2 separate regions of the Anser cygnoides genome follow, and region 1 is linked to region 2. The links are chromatin contacts, called in public Hi-C maps. All regions are on one chromosome and are shown on one strand. Each heading gives the region's core, a stretch centred on a gene start, on an enhancer-like site or on the middle of the called end of the contact. The rest is flanking DNA. Distances are from core to core; before and after follow the strand shown.

What was found. Hi-C and Micro-C count contacts between places; a contact is called where the count stands out from the background.
Region 1: a Hi-C map of fetal liver shows a contact between it and region 2, with 1.6 times the contacts expected there. The contact joins the enhancer-like site here to the promoter of KCNK5 in region 2. A contact is called at or near these places in 2 of 7 Hi-C or Micro-C datasets (fetal liver and liver).

What each region holds. Positions count from the first base shown.
Region 1 is chr3:32,749,448-32,755,859 of Taihu_goose_T2T_genome, forward strand. No RefSeq gene overlaps it. Among named protein-coding and RNA genes, the nearest start is that of SAYSD1, 14 kb to the right of the region's middle. Within about 2 kb of position 2,479, at least 2 of the 3 cell types and tissues checked have open chromatin away from gene starts, as enhancers often do. A contact at or near this core is called in fetal liver, where this site is marked.
Region 2 is chr3:32,656,415-32,663,177 of Taihu_goose_T2T_genome, forward strand. KCNK5 (potassium two pore domain channel subfamily K member 5) reads left to right here and starts at 1,921. Exons shown (of 5, transcript XM_048080093.2): 1 at 1,921-2,261. The coding sequence starts at 2,076. LOC125184888 (a long non-coding RNA gene) reads right to left here and starts at 1,758. Exons shown (of 2, transcript XR_007169489.2): 1 at 1,433-1,758; 2 at 1,130-1,364.

The sequences.
Region 1 (6,412 bases), core at 1,229-3,728, 94 kb after region 2:
TATTCAGATATTGACATTTTGCTTTGCATCCTGCGTTTGCTTTCTTCAGCAGAACAGGGAAGCAGGGAACCAGGAGGAAGATTCAGATATTCAGGAATAATGGAGAAAAATGATCAGTTTACACAAAAAACAAAATTCAGCAGCACTCCAGTGCCCAAAGATGCAATGTTTGCAACATCTAAGTTGACGTATGTGTTAAAGTAGTGCTCTTTACAATATTTTGATAAGGGAGTTGTTTTGTTCTTCCTCCACAAGTTGGATGGCTGTTGTCAGCAAAACCAACACTTCTTCAGCCATCCTGAATAGCTTCTGTATTCTCTAAGGGAAGACTTTTACATTGTCAAGAAATTCTGTTCAAGCAGCAAAGAGACTGTCCTTGGTAACAGCCACCCAGTAATTTGTGCAATGGTCCCTCTGCTTTGCTCTTCTGCACTGCCTGGTATTCTGAGAAATTTTGGCTAAAACTGCACAGGATTAGTCACTGTCAGTGGTGGAAAAATGTTCAAGGATATATTTGTGCTCAGTGCCATTTTGCAACAATATATGTGAAAGAATTTTCCTGTTACTATCTATCATAATATCCTAATGTCCTGCAAATAACACTGTGCTGCTGCAGTACAGTTGTTCATACATAGCTCTGGGGAAAATTTTATTGCCTGTTTTGCAATATTCTCAAAATCCAAACCAGGAATTTTTCCCTGTTGGTTCAATTAGGTCTCTGATGGCTTGCTTCATTCTGTTCCCAAGAACTTGGGGGTCTAGGGCCCCATTTCTTTCTATCTAGAGATGGAGCTCAAATGTGCCACTTGTGGGACAGCTTGGGCTGTGCTTCTCTAGATGTGAAGGAGATCACAGGTGTAATGCAGTTCTGAGGAGAAAGGTAAGTTCTGCTCTGGTGCCCTTCAGTTGTTCCAGGGACTGTCTTAGGAGACCTCTGACCTCTGAAGTTTTCTGCCCTTCTTCTTCCTCTAGGTGAATTCCCTTATCCACCCTCCACTCCTGTAATATATTAGGGCAGAGACCTGTACTGCAAATACCTTTCTTGATAAATATGACTACCCCTACATCCTCTTCCTCACCCTAGTGTTTTCTTTTGAATACTGTTTTATCTTCATTGACGTCTGATAAGTGCAGGCTCAGATTTTGAAATCATGGCTAAAGGAGGAGATCTGATCCCTTCCTTTTCTCCTGCAAGGTCAGCCAAGAAAGGGAGAGGCTTTGGCTGACCACCCAGCTACTGGGGAAGAGCATGGCAGAGATGGGGACATCACCGAAGCTGAGCAGGAAGAATGAAAAAGGTGCAGTGTGTTTTGTGTTCTGAGAGGCAGGGACATAAGTGGAAGGGGAGCTGCAGATAAGGGCAAGTGTGTGTATGGGGTGGGGTTAGCTGGAAGAGAATCTGGGAGCAGGACAGAGGACTCTGTATGTGGGGGAGAGCGAGAAGGTGGTGGTAAAAGGTTCTAGGGTGGGTTTTGAGGTCACAACTAAGAATTTGAAATGGAAGGATTTAATGGGGACCTTTGGCTTAGGACAGACTGTGATTACCAATGGGAAATACTTGTTCCTCCTCATCCACCCTTCGCACTTAGACACAAGCAGGACTCAGAGATGACTCAGGGACAAGAGACATCTAGACCCACCTCCTTGTACCTCCTCTCTGCCCCTTCCACTTGCTCAGACCACCAGGAGTCACCTGAAAAACCCTCTCACCATTCTCTCCTTCACTCGCGCTGGGGAGGTGGCACACCAAGCAACGCAGCAGAAACAAACTCACCGAGTCCAAAGTTCTCGGTGCTTCACGTTCCCTGTAAGGGAATGTTTGATCTTTGGTTGACTGCTTCTTTTAGGTAAACTTGGGCTTTGAACACATGTTCAAACATGCAGAGCACAGTTCAGAATTATAACAATGGCCCTGATCATGATTTTTGTGTGTGTGTGTTTCTAAATATAAACCATGGTAGCAGGAGATAAGAACAATTTCATCCAGGCTTCGGTACACTCCCATATCGTTTGTCATTACTGCAGGTGCAAAAAACACTACACTTCTACTAACAGACAAAATACTTCTTATTAGCAAAGTCTGAGTGTGCTTTAATGAGACTTTAAAATGAATTTTACAGAAATTACTAAACTCTGTATGAAATGCAATAATTGAAAATGTGGATCATGTGAGAGAGTATCATCGTGGCCTTGAAAAAACTATTAATATGTTTTTTAACTTTTTTTTTTTAAAAATGTGCATGATATAACAAGATACTGTGCATTGTTTAAAATTAATCTGTATTCTTTTGCAGTAGTGTGGTTTGTTGGAAACATTTACTAAAATCTGGATAGGAAGAAATGCCTGTGTAATGCATGCTCCAGCAAGTATAAACTCTTCTCGAAAACAATGTATTTCTCTTGTCAGGGCACTGGGCAGTTCCCACGTAGGCTGCACCTACAGACATTGCAGTGACTGTAGGAGGAGGCCTTCTTTATCATTAGCCTGTTTTTTATATCTCTGTTTGTTTCAGCTATGTTCCACGTTTCAATGCTGGCAATTTAAAACAGACCATTTGTAAAAGTAGAGCAAGAAAGTGAACAAAACAGGAAATCTTTTATCTGAGAAGGTTAGCCTGTGTATGTGCCCAGTAAGTAACCAGTTTGGGAGCTGTCGGTGTTGTATAAAGGAGTACAGACTCCTGGGCAGAATGTTGATGAAAAATTACTGAGATTCATGTATGTGACCTCAGCAAAGCACATCTGCAGGTAAAGTAATACAAAAAATATTGCAAACTTTTTATTTTTCCATGGCCCAGAGCACAAAAATAAAGGTTTGCCTTCAGATGGTATGTGATTACTGGATATGGAGTAAGAAACTCTCCAATGGGACCCAATTAATCCAGCAGCCTGAGGTCTATCTTGTTGATCTTACAACATTTTCTTAACCAACTGTTAAGGCTCTCATATCCTCTTGGCCTTAATTATTTGCCCTAACCGCTGTTCTGCTAAATAAAACGGCATCCAGTATTGAAAAAAATTGCAGGTGGTATTGTATCTATGACGTATTTAATTTCCTAAGCAATTCAGGCAAGACACTTACTGTTTTGTTTTGTTTTGTTTTAGAGTAAAAAGCAAAACAATGGATGTTATGTTGCTTAGAATGGAAAATTTATCTACTTGATGCAGCGGTAATTAAAAATAAGAAAATCAAACAATTTCCCCTGAAGATGAATTTCAAGACTTGCTTGTCCCTCTTCAGTGAATATCCTCCTGTCTCCTGTGGACATCTTGTTCTATCCAGCAGGTTAATTTTTTAGGCACAGTTTAGGATGCCAATATATATGTTTGCATGGTGAGCAACCGTTTCATCCTGTACTTTTTTGTTTATGACTAGGCAGTAGAAGTTATTACTATTTTTATGTGCTCAAAGCTGATAACAGCTCTCTCATTTAAAGACTAACCTTTGCAGCAGCAGCTAAGGTTGCTTTAAGAGACGAAGTAGCTGACCTTGTTCAATGGGAAAATTTTCTAGAACAGAACACCAGCAGTCTTAAAATACTGTAGATACCACATTTTTTGTGAGTAGAGGAAGGAAAGTTTGGACTGAATGGCAGCTCCAAACATTTACTTGTCTAAAGCTACATTCAAGATCTTGGTTTCTACTATATCTGTTCCTTGCATTAAACCCAGTAGCAGTAGGATAACATAGTACTAATCAATCACCTGTTGTCTTTTTATAGGATCTTTCAATTCAAGATCTTACAGTCCTTCGTGTTAGAATAGCAATCTTCTACACTTCCAGTGTTTCAAGTGTCCCACAGTAAGCTGTTTCTGGAATACAGAACAAGGGACTGGAGCTCTCAGTTCAACTCTGTTCTATAGTAAAATTACTCTGTGTATATACAAGTATCTACCCAAATACATATTGTTCCCTTTAGCTTCCAAATATTTTCAAGGCAACCAAGCTCAGGTTTTCAGCTAACTGAATGCTCAGAACTCAGGAAAATGCTCACTGACTTCATGCGTCCTGCTCCTGTGAGAAATACCTAGCTAGAGCTTTCAGGATAGTGAATACAAGAGAATATGCACATCCATACAGTAATAAACATCCCTGATATGGTTAGGAATGTGACTTGGGCAAAATCTTCACTTCTTTTTACATTTCTATTTTTAAGTTTCCGCAAAGTAAAACATGGGAAAACTGAAGCTTTTGTTGCCAAATTCTGTCCTGATATGCACAAACATGACTTTGATTGACCTTTTGAGGGAGGGCTATGCACTTCACTTAGCACAGCAAAGAATAGCATAGGCTTAGAGGGGGAAAGTTAAATAACTAATAGGGACTTCAAGATATTTATTGCCAAGTCAGAAGTATTTGATGAGCAAAAAATGGCCAGTTATCTAAATGTTGGGGTGAGGGATAGACAAAGATACAGTAAAGAATATAAATCAGCAGGATCAAGGCAACATCACAAAGCCAAAGAAATGGGAAAATGATGGAAAAACAGTCACAAAAACCAGAAATGTCAGGAAGGCGACAAAGATGCGACAAACAAGTGTTGAAGTCTGTCTGTGAAGACAAAGCAGGTTTTTTTTGTAAGTATGTCAGGAACAAAAGGTCTGTGAGGGACTGCGTAAGCCAAGGGGAAGTTGTTCATGGCAGTGCTAGATAGTGCTGGGAAACAGAGCAGTTTCTTTGCCTCACCATTCACCAGGAAGAAAAGGGAGAAACCTGCCAGTACCAAAATTACTTTTTTTTTTTTTTTTTTGAGAGCAAAATATGGAAAATGACTGAAAACTAAGTCTGCGTAAGAGCTGGCATCCTCTGTTACACCCCAAAATAGGTAGAGATTGCAAGCAGTAACAGGAGGACTGTCAAAAGCCAGCTGCATTGTCTGCATTGCCCCAGCACAGTACAGGTCACGTGCAAAGAGCAGCTCTCTCTTACCAGCCTCCATTCATGGTGTATGGGTTTTCTTTTTGTTTTTAATTCTTTCTGTGTGCAAAACCTTTGGATTAAACTTTAATTGTCCTCCTTCTTTTCCTTATGGTCTCCCTTTTGTTTAGGATGTTTGCTTGCTCCTACTCAGGCAGCACAGTGTGCCCAAAAAATGTTGCATTTTACACTCAGGACCATCATGCCTGTTTGTCTAGACTCTGTGCTCACCCCAAATCCCTGGGAATCCAATAAACAAGGCTATGTTACATTTGTGAATAAAAATTTGTCCATCCAATGGGAAAAAATAGGAGGTCAGCTGGGGTTTCCAAGCTCACAGTCATAGATTGAGCAAGGTTAATGCAATTATACAGAGCAAGAGAGTTTATTGCTACTGCTGCTCCTGGACCATCATCCATGAAGAACAGGAATCTCTGTTTAGCAATGGGACAGTTGTGATACAGGCATGCAGAAAGGGAACCTTTTCTTCTGCTTGTATGCCAACCCTGATTTGGAGAGAACACTGATAGGTAGGCATCAGCATGGCAGCAAACAGTTTGGAAGTCAGAAGTGACAGTTTCAAGCCCCTTCTTGCTGGTTAGGGTGAAAAAGCAGGTATCAAAGCTTCTGCTAGCATAGTCGGTGCAGTGCATGCTTCTGGTCTCTGGACTCAGGCCCCTTTCCCTGACCATATATCCCTTAGCTTTTTTTCCTAGAAGGATAGATGTTATTTTAACTCTCTTAAGTTTTAAAAGTTAGAAAAGGTTCTGCTAAATCTGTAAGCCCCTTCACTGCACGACTTACTGACTGTTCACTTTAGTTCATAACTTAACCAGTCTTCTTTTAGTTTCTGACTGTTAATTCTTTGGTTAGCAAGGTCAGTCTCCAACGAAAGGGGACAAATTCATTTCTTCCATGTTTTGCAAACATCTTTTCCCTGGAAAATAGATCAAGATCCTTCAGCTCTTGTAATCTAAATTGCTGCTCTTTGACACTTGTTTGGCAACTGAGAAGGGCAGGATTCAAAACAGCATCTTAGAGGTGAAAGGCTACATATCCTGTTAGTGGGAAAACTTTCATCTACAAAAAGCAACAGTATTTGTCAAGAGACTAGGGAAGATCTGACACCAGGAAAAGCCTTTGTGAAGTCCACTACAGTTACAGAAATGTGTTCACCTTGATTTAAAGCATCCTTTTATGGTGAAATCTAAAAATGGAACAAGACTGGGCTATAACTTAAATGCAGGAACTATGACAAATAACAATTTATATGAGGAAATGGAAGTGCCACAGGGATTGGGTCCTGAGGTACACTTGTCATATGAAAAGGATATGAAGCTAAGTAATGGGCAAATAAACCAGGGATTTTTTTTTTATTGTCTGTTAAAAAATAATAATAAAAATAAAAAGATAAATAGCAGAAGTCCAAGACTGCCCAACATTCAAGAAAGTTTGTCTGTGATTAATATATTGAAGAAATTGCTGAACAATTTA
Region 2 (6,763 bases), core at 671-3,170:
ATTATTCATTTATATGGCCAATGGCTTTTCAAGTTTTGCAAAGCTCTTGGGCCAAATGATAGCACCTGGGAATAATTTTCCTGCAAAAATCATGCATCATGAAATCCTTCTTTTCCATTTAATTAAGAGTTCTGCCTTACAACTTCATGAAACACCCCCCACTTTTGCTTTAAAATAAATTATTGTAATTTCCCTATACCATTCATTATTTTTAAAATGTGTATTATGCCACCTTCTACTTGATCTCTTCTAGCACATAATTACTTTTTTTTTTTTTTTTTTTACTACTACAGTTTGGCAATCCTTTTGTCTTCTTAATGTTGCCTTTACATAACTGGGGAATCCCATGCAAAAAAAGAGCGATGCTGATCACGTAACATGCTTGTGGATTTTGTGGTTTCTCCAGTCCTGCTTTTTAAGCTGCCAGGAACCTCTGGCAGATGTATTTTCATCAAGCACTGTACAAGCTAGTAGGAAGGACTGCTTAAGGGCCATGTAAATTTCTGTGGGCAGTCTCACAAGAGCATCCATTTGGCATGAGTCAAAGTTTTACAGATAGGTGTCTCTGGCTACCTCCTAACCGAGGCAGTTCCTTTGCCTTCCACATGTTCTCCTTTTTCCTTTCTCATACTTTGTTGTGTATTTTCTCCTTGTTTCCTTCCTCTTTCCAGTTTTCTCCATTTTCCCTCCTCCCATTTCAATTAGGGCCACATGAGAATTTCAGCAGGCTAACCTCAGCCCTTTGGTGTGTGGACTCCAGCTGACATACCTAAGCACCTAAAAATCCTTTGGACACCTCTGCATTTTTGACCATTTTCTTGGGTGTCCAGGGGGAAGAGGGCTAGGGGAGTCGGGGAATTAAGTTATGCCACAATAACAGCATTCCTAACACAAACTGCATGCACACCAGGAGCCCTTTGCCACGTCATGTAACACACAGCTCTATCTCGTCACTGAGTTGATCTTTCTCTGACCATTCAACTCCACTTCCAGCAGCCCTGATGTACGACTGTGGAGGAGCGTGGCCATGAAAGGCTCCTGGGAAGGGCTCCATGATCACGGCAAGCTGGTGAACTTCACCCCAGAGAGCTTGAACATCTCATGGAAACTCACAGGCCCACACGCATGGGTGCATACAGAAACGTGTGATTTATTGAGTTTACAAAATGCATGACGGAAGGGAGATGCTGTTCTTGTGGTGAAGGGTCCATAACACCCACGGACAACATCCCGGGGCAAGGGCAAAGCCTGCCCGCCGCCCCCCTTCTGTCCTCCTCAGAGCTGCTGCCACCTCTCCTCCAGCGCTTTGCCGAACGCCTTATTTCACAACCTTCCAGCGTCGAAAACGAAAACCTCCGGGGAACCTGGCAGGATGAGTCAAGTAACAGCGACGGTAACAAAAAGTCACTGAGGGAAGCGAGGCCGGGCTCACCTCAGCGGCCCCCACACTCGCTCCCAACGGCGGCGGGGAGGTCGCGCACCCTCCTCTCCCCGGCGCGGCCCCTCACGGGCGGGTGAGGGCCGGGATCGGGACCGGGACCGGGACCGGGACCGGGACTGGGATGGGGGATAGGGGCTAGGACCGAGATCAGAGCCGGGGCCATCCGGGGGCCGCACCTCGGGGCGCCCCGCCGGCCTCTCCCCCGCCCGCAGCCCCGCATGCGCACGCTGGGGCTGGGCGGAGGGGGAGGAAGCGGGAGGGCACCAAATTCAAATCGCTGCTGAGGAGGGAGGGGAGGGAAAAAAGAAAGAAAAAAAAAAAACGAAAAAAAAAAAACCACGGGGGAAGGAGGCAAGCCGGGGGGAGAGGAGAGGAGCGGAGCGGAGGAGGAGAAGTGAGGGAGGAGGAGAGTGGGAGGGGAGTGTGGAAGGCTCTAAGGGAAAGCGGCAGCGGCCGGGAGAGGCGGCGCGGCGCACGGCGGGGCAAGGCAGAGGTGTCAGGGGCGGCCGCGGGCACCCACGGCCGCAACGCGGGGCAGCCTCCCCGGCCCGCCCGCCGCGCTCCGCCCGCCCGCCCTCCCCGGCCCTCTTCTTCCTCTCCTCTCTCCTCTCCTCGCCTCCCCGCCGGCGGCACCATGGTGGACAGGGGCCCCTTGCTGACCTCGGCCATCATCTTCTACCTGTCCATCGGGGCGGCGATCTTCGAGGTGCTGGAGGAGCCGCACTGGCGCTCGGCCACCGACGACTACAAGCGACAGAAGACGGAGCTGCTCAAGCAGTTCCCCTGCCTGGGCCAGGAGGGGCTGGACAAGATTCTGCAGGTACCGGGCTGGCGGCCGGGCGGGAGCAGGTGCCGCCGGGCGCCCCGGGGCGGGACCGGGACCGGGAGCGGGGCCGGGAGCAGGGCAGGGGCAGTGCCGGGCTCCCCGGGGAGAGCCAGCGGCGGTCCCGTCTCCGCCGAGCCCGGAGCCTCCTCGAGGAAAGCTCCGAGCCCCGGGGGCCCGCGATCGGGGCGAGGAGGGAGCCCCCGGTTCGCTGCCAGCCCGGCACCGAGGTGCTCGCTGCGGCTCTTGGCCCACCCGGAGGGGCTCCCTCCCTCGTGTGTGAGGAGGGGAAGGTGAAGCCGAGCGTCTTGAGCGTCTTCTGTTTGGGCTGGACTTTATTTATTTATTTCCCATGTTTTCTCCCCCGTACTGAATGCCCTCGTTGTGAGTTGTCAGGGCGCTGAGTGCAGGTCTGAGGGGTCAGTCGGGGCAGCTGAAGGAAAGTTCAGGCCGCCCAGGGATGAGCGCCTCGCACCCAGGGATGCTTGCAGCCCTCTTCCACTTCAGCCCAAAGACCTCTTTCTAAGCATGCGGAGCGGGTTAATCGTCCTCTCCCTCTTATCTGGCAGAACGCCTCTTCAAATCTAATTATTAATCAATAGTATGTATAAAATCGCAGAGTAGTATAAACTTGGTTAGTGTCCTTTAATGGACGTGGTGTCCATTAAAAGATGGTGGCCAGCAACGGTGAACCGTGGAAAATAGGCTGCTTAGATACGCGGGGCTCCAGCAGTGGAAATGAGTCCTTTGGGACTTTATTTCAGAGATGTTTATATTGACTAGACCTCATGTTCATTGTGTTTCGGATTTTTAAAAAACTTTATTTTTAAATTCGCTAAAAAGTCTACTAAAATGCTAAAATACAGAAGACGGGGAAAATGACTCATGACTGTTGGCGTAATTGATACTGTGCAAGCTTAGAAGAGGGTATGGTTCTTGGTTCTAAAAGTTTGTGGTTTAAGTCTTCGTCCTTCGGTTGGTGGCTGCTTTCTGTCTGCTTCAGATAGCAGAGCTTTCTGTTGGCAGTGTCCTTGTTGTTACCGTCTCAGTACCCCCATTAAATACAGTGTCGTGGTATGGAGTGGAATGGTGGATGGAGGCTTGAAATTGTGGAGGGATGTCGGGAAAATGAAAGACGTGCTGTGCTTTCGAGGATGCCTTTGCTGTACTGGAATCTCACTGAAATCTTAGTCTAGGTTATCCTAAACCTGTCCAAGATCCCCGAGAGAAAAACCTTATTTGGATTGGGGTGTACCTTAAACCTAGTGTGCTTGACTTGCTGTAGATATCATTCAGAATCCAGACTCTGGCTCAGTTTAGGATGAAATTGACGTTGGTATGAGGGAATCATTTAGCTAGTGTTTTTCCATGACCTTTATCACAACTGATCCTGAAGTTGCAGAAAGATTTTTTTCCTAAAATATAAAATGACCAGGGAAAAAGTTATAGATTAGTTCATTAGGATGGACTATAGCATGTTGTAGAGTGGTGATGGGTGCAGAGTTAGTGAGGAGAAGTAGTATAAGGCAAACTGTGGGCAGATCAAAGTATTTGTTTTGAGTACTTCTGTACACCTCAGTGAGGAGGGCCTTCCCTCTTCAGTGTGTTAGCTCCTGGTGTATTTCTGTTTTGTCTCTGTACTGCTTCCAATTATACCTTACTTTCCATGTCTGACCTTGCTGGTCAGATGATCGCTTTTAGATATTCTGTTGTCCTCTTAAGCCCAGTTTAGCTAAAACATAAAACATAGCTCGCTCTTCTTTTACTCTTGTTGGTAACTGGAAACTTCTCTGCTTGCTTTCATCTAGACTTGTACTTTTGTTGCTGTTCTCATTTTGTGTGAGAAGTGGTGAGGAGGGAAGTAGCGTTTCCTACAGAGGAGAACGGCAGGGTGAAATCTAGCCCAGCTGATACAAAGAGGGGAGAAAAAAAAATGTAAGGGCATCAGGATTTCAACTTGAATAAGCTGTGAAGTATACTGTAAATAGTATTTGTAACAGTGCTTTGTCAAGCACTATCTATGCTTTTTCTCTTGGGTTCTGCTAATTCTTTTAAACATTATAAATCTCTGTCTCTTTTGGCAAATCCTGATCACCCTGCTCTTATATTAACCCCCTCCAAATTTATTCTCTTACAATTCATCCAGAATGTTGTTGATTTTAAAACATATATTTTTTTTTCCTAATCCACACTTCTGTTTTGCTTCTCTGAGCTTCTTCCATAGAATCCCTGAACTAGTTCCTGAGATTTTGCATGACTTAACCCATTTCTCAGCTTTTGCCTCCTGTTTCATGGCCTTAAGTTCATTTCAAAGCCTTTTATCTCTCTTCTTGCGGTGCCCACTAATGTTCTGTGGAGCCACATTCAGCTCTTCTAATTACTTCTCTGATATTCTCTTTAATATCCCAATTTAAAACACACTAGATAAAATTTTTTAGCAAATATCGCCAGATATAAGACGTTAAATGGTTGTTGGTAAAATGCAACGATGCCAAGAAATGTTCAACTTGAACTAACAATTCAATTTTGTTTACAGAAGCAAGCTGAAAGGTGACAAGGACTGACTTATTCAGAGACAGATCTCTCTGCTGCCCTTGTTCCCCACCCAGGTTAGCTCATGTGTTCATCTCAGCCTTATGTTAGCTGTAAGTGTAATAGAAAGTGTGTGGAATGGCTGCAAAGTTAGATGTCTAGGGTGATCTTAACCACTTAACCTACTCGTTTTTGGTTTTTGTTTTTATCAGCACAGACTCTCAATTCATGTACGGACTGGTATGTTTATACCAACAATTCAAGTGATTATTAAGGGGGCTGTATTATGTCAAATACTGTCTAAAGCTTGCATTCTGTAATAGAAGATTTCACAACACCTGATTACAGTACAAATACACTGCAATAAACTTTTATTGAAATGTTTAACAAACACTTTCACAAAGCTCACAAGCTGAGTGTTTTAGGATATGCTAGAAAGAAAGTCTTTTTTCTCCCAATCCTAAAAGTCTAAAAGTAAGCTTAAAAAGAGCACCTAGAAGTCATGTGAAGAATCAGTTTGCTTTCAGTTATTTTAAGTGCCATATTACTTACCCTAACTGTAATGTGTAATGGAAGTACTCCTTAAACTCTTATTGGAGTACATTAGACTATTATGTTAAAAGTGACTGACTCTGGACTGTGTAGAGGCTGGTTGATATAAGTCTATGGTTTATCCTTGCCTTGCTGCTGTGGCCCAGAGTCTGTCCTGGGACTCTGGGAGGAGGAAGAGGAAGAAGGCTGTGAGACCCACAGTGATGACACCTTTGCCTACCCTGCTGTAGGAATGAGTTTTGACGACAGAAGCAAGTATAAGACAATGCAGTCGTTTCCCTATTCTCTAGTTCCTTACTTTTACTCTTTATTGCTCCATCCTGATTGTGAAACATCAGCTTAATGATAAAGGAGCTATTCATCCAAGGAGGAGCCCTCTTGACCCTCATGTCACTATTCATATGAGCAAAGGTTTGCAACACTGAGCTACATCTTGTTTACTGGGAAGTCTCTTTTCCTGGCCCACCACAGTCATCAATAAATTAAATGCTTCCCACTGATAAACCTCAAGGCTGGTGAAAAGAAAGGGAAGAATTTAAAGAGAAGTGAAAATGGTTACTTAAAAAAAAAAAAAGTAGTAAAAAGAAAAAAGAAACTGGCTTAATTTAGGAGAAGCACACAAACTTACTGAGTATAAGAACAAATAATTGAGGTCTTTATTTGAAAAATATACATGACTGTAAACAGGCCTGACAAAGAGCTTTAGGAAACTAAATGTTTAGACTTAGAGCCCAGTGCTGTGAACAAACATTTAGAAGACTTTCAAGGAGAGCTTCTGCTAGGATATACTTGGCACACAGGAGGATTATGCTAAAGGAAATAACCTCAAGTGGCTTAATAGTAGTTTCTCTTCTGATTTTTTTTTAAAGCCATGATATCTTCTCCACTTGCAAATACTGACAGGTGCACTTCCAAACTCAAGTTTTCTAAAAAGTTAAGTTTGAAATGCTTTTCATTAGTTCAACATTCAATAAAGGGACTAATAGGTTTTCCTCATTGTTTGTAGAGTGATTTGGTCACACGTGTAAAGTTAATGCAGGCATATTTTTAATAATTTTTCCCTTCCCCTCTGTTTTTCGGGAGGTGCACAAATACAATTAGAAAGGTTTCAGGCTTCTAGGGTTTGTTTGTTTGGGCTTTTACTTCCTGATTCCTTCTATCTAAGGTATTGAAGGTGAAGGAAACTAATTGTATACTGCATTTTTTGGTTGAAATGCCAGACAATCTGTCCTCCAAAGACTTTCATATGGGCTGAACAAAGTAAAAATGAGCAGCTACCAGACAAGGGCAAGTGATTGCCAATTAAAATGTTTAACCACAAAGCTGTTAACAGCAGTACCTAATACCTCTTACATGAAAACTTGACAGTATAAGCTAAGGCTTATGCCTGAGAAATAGCTATTGCCAGATGCTTC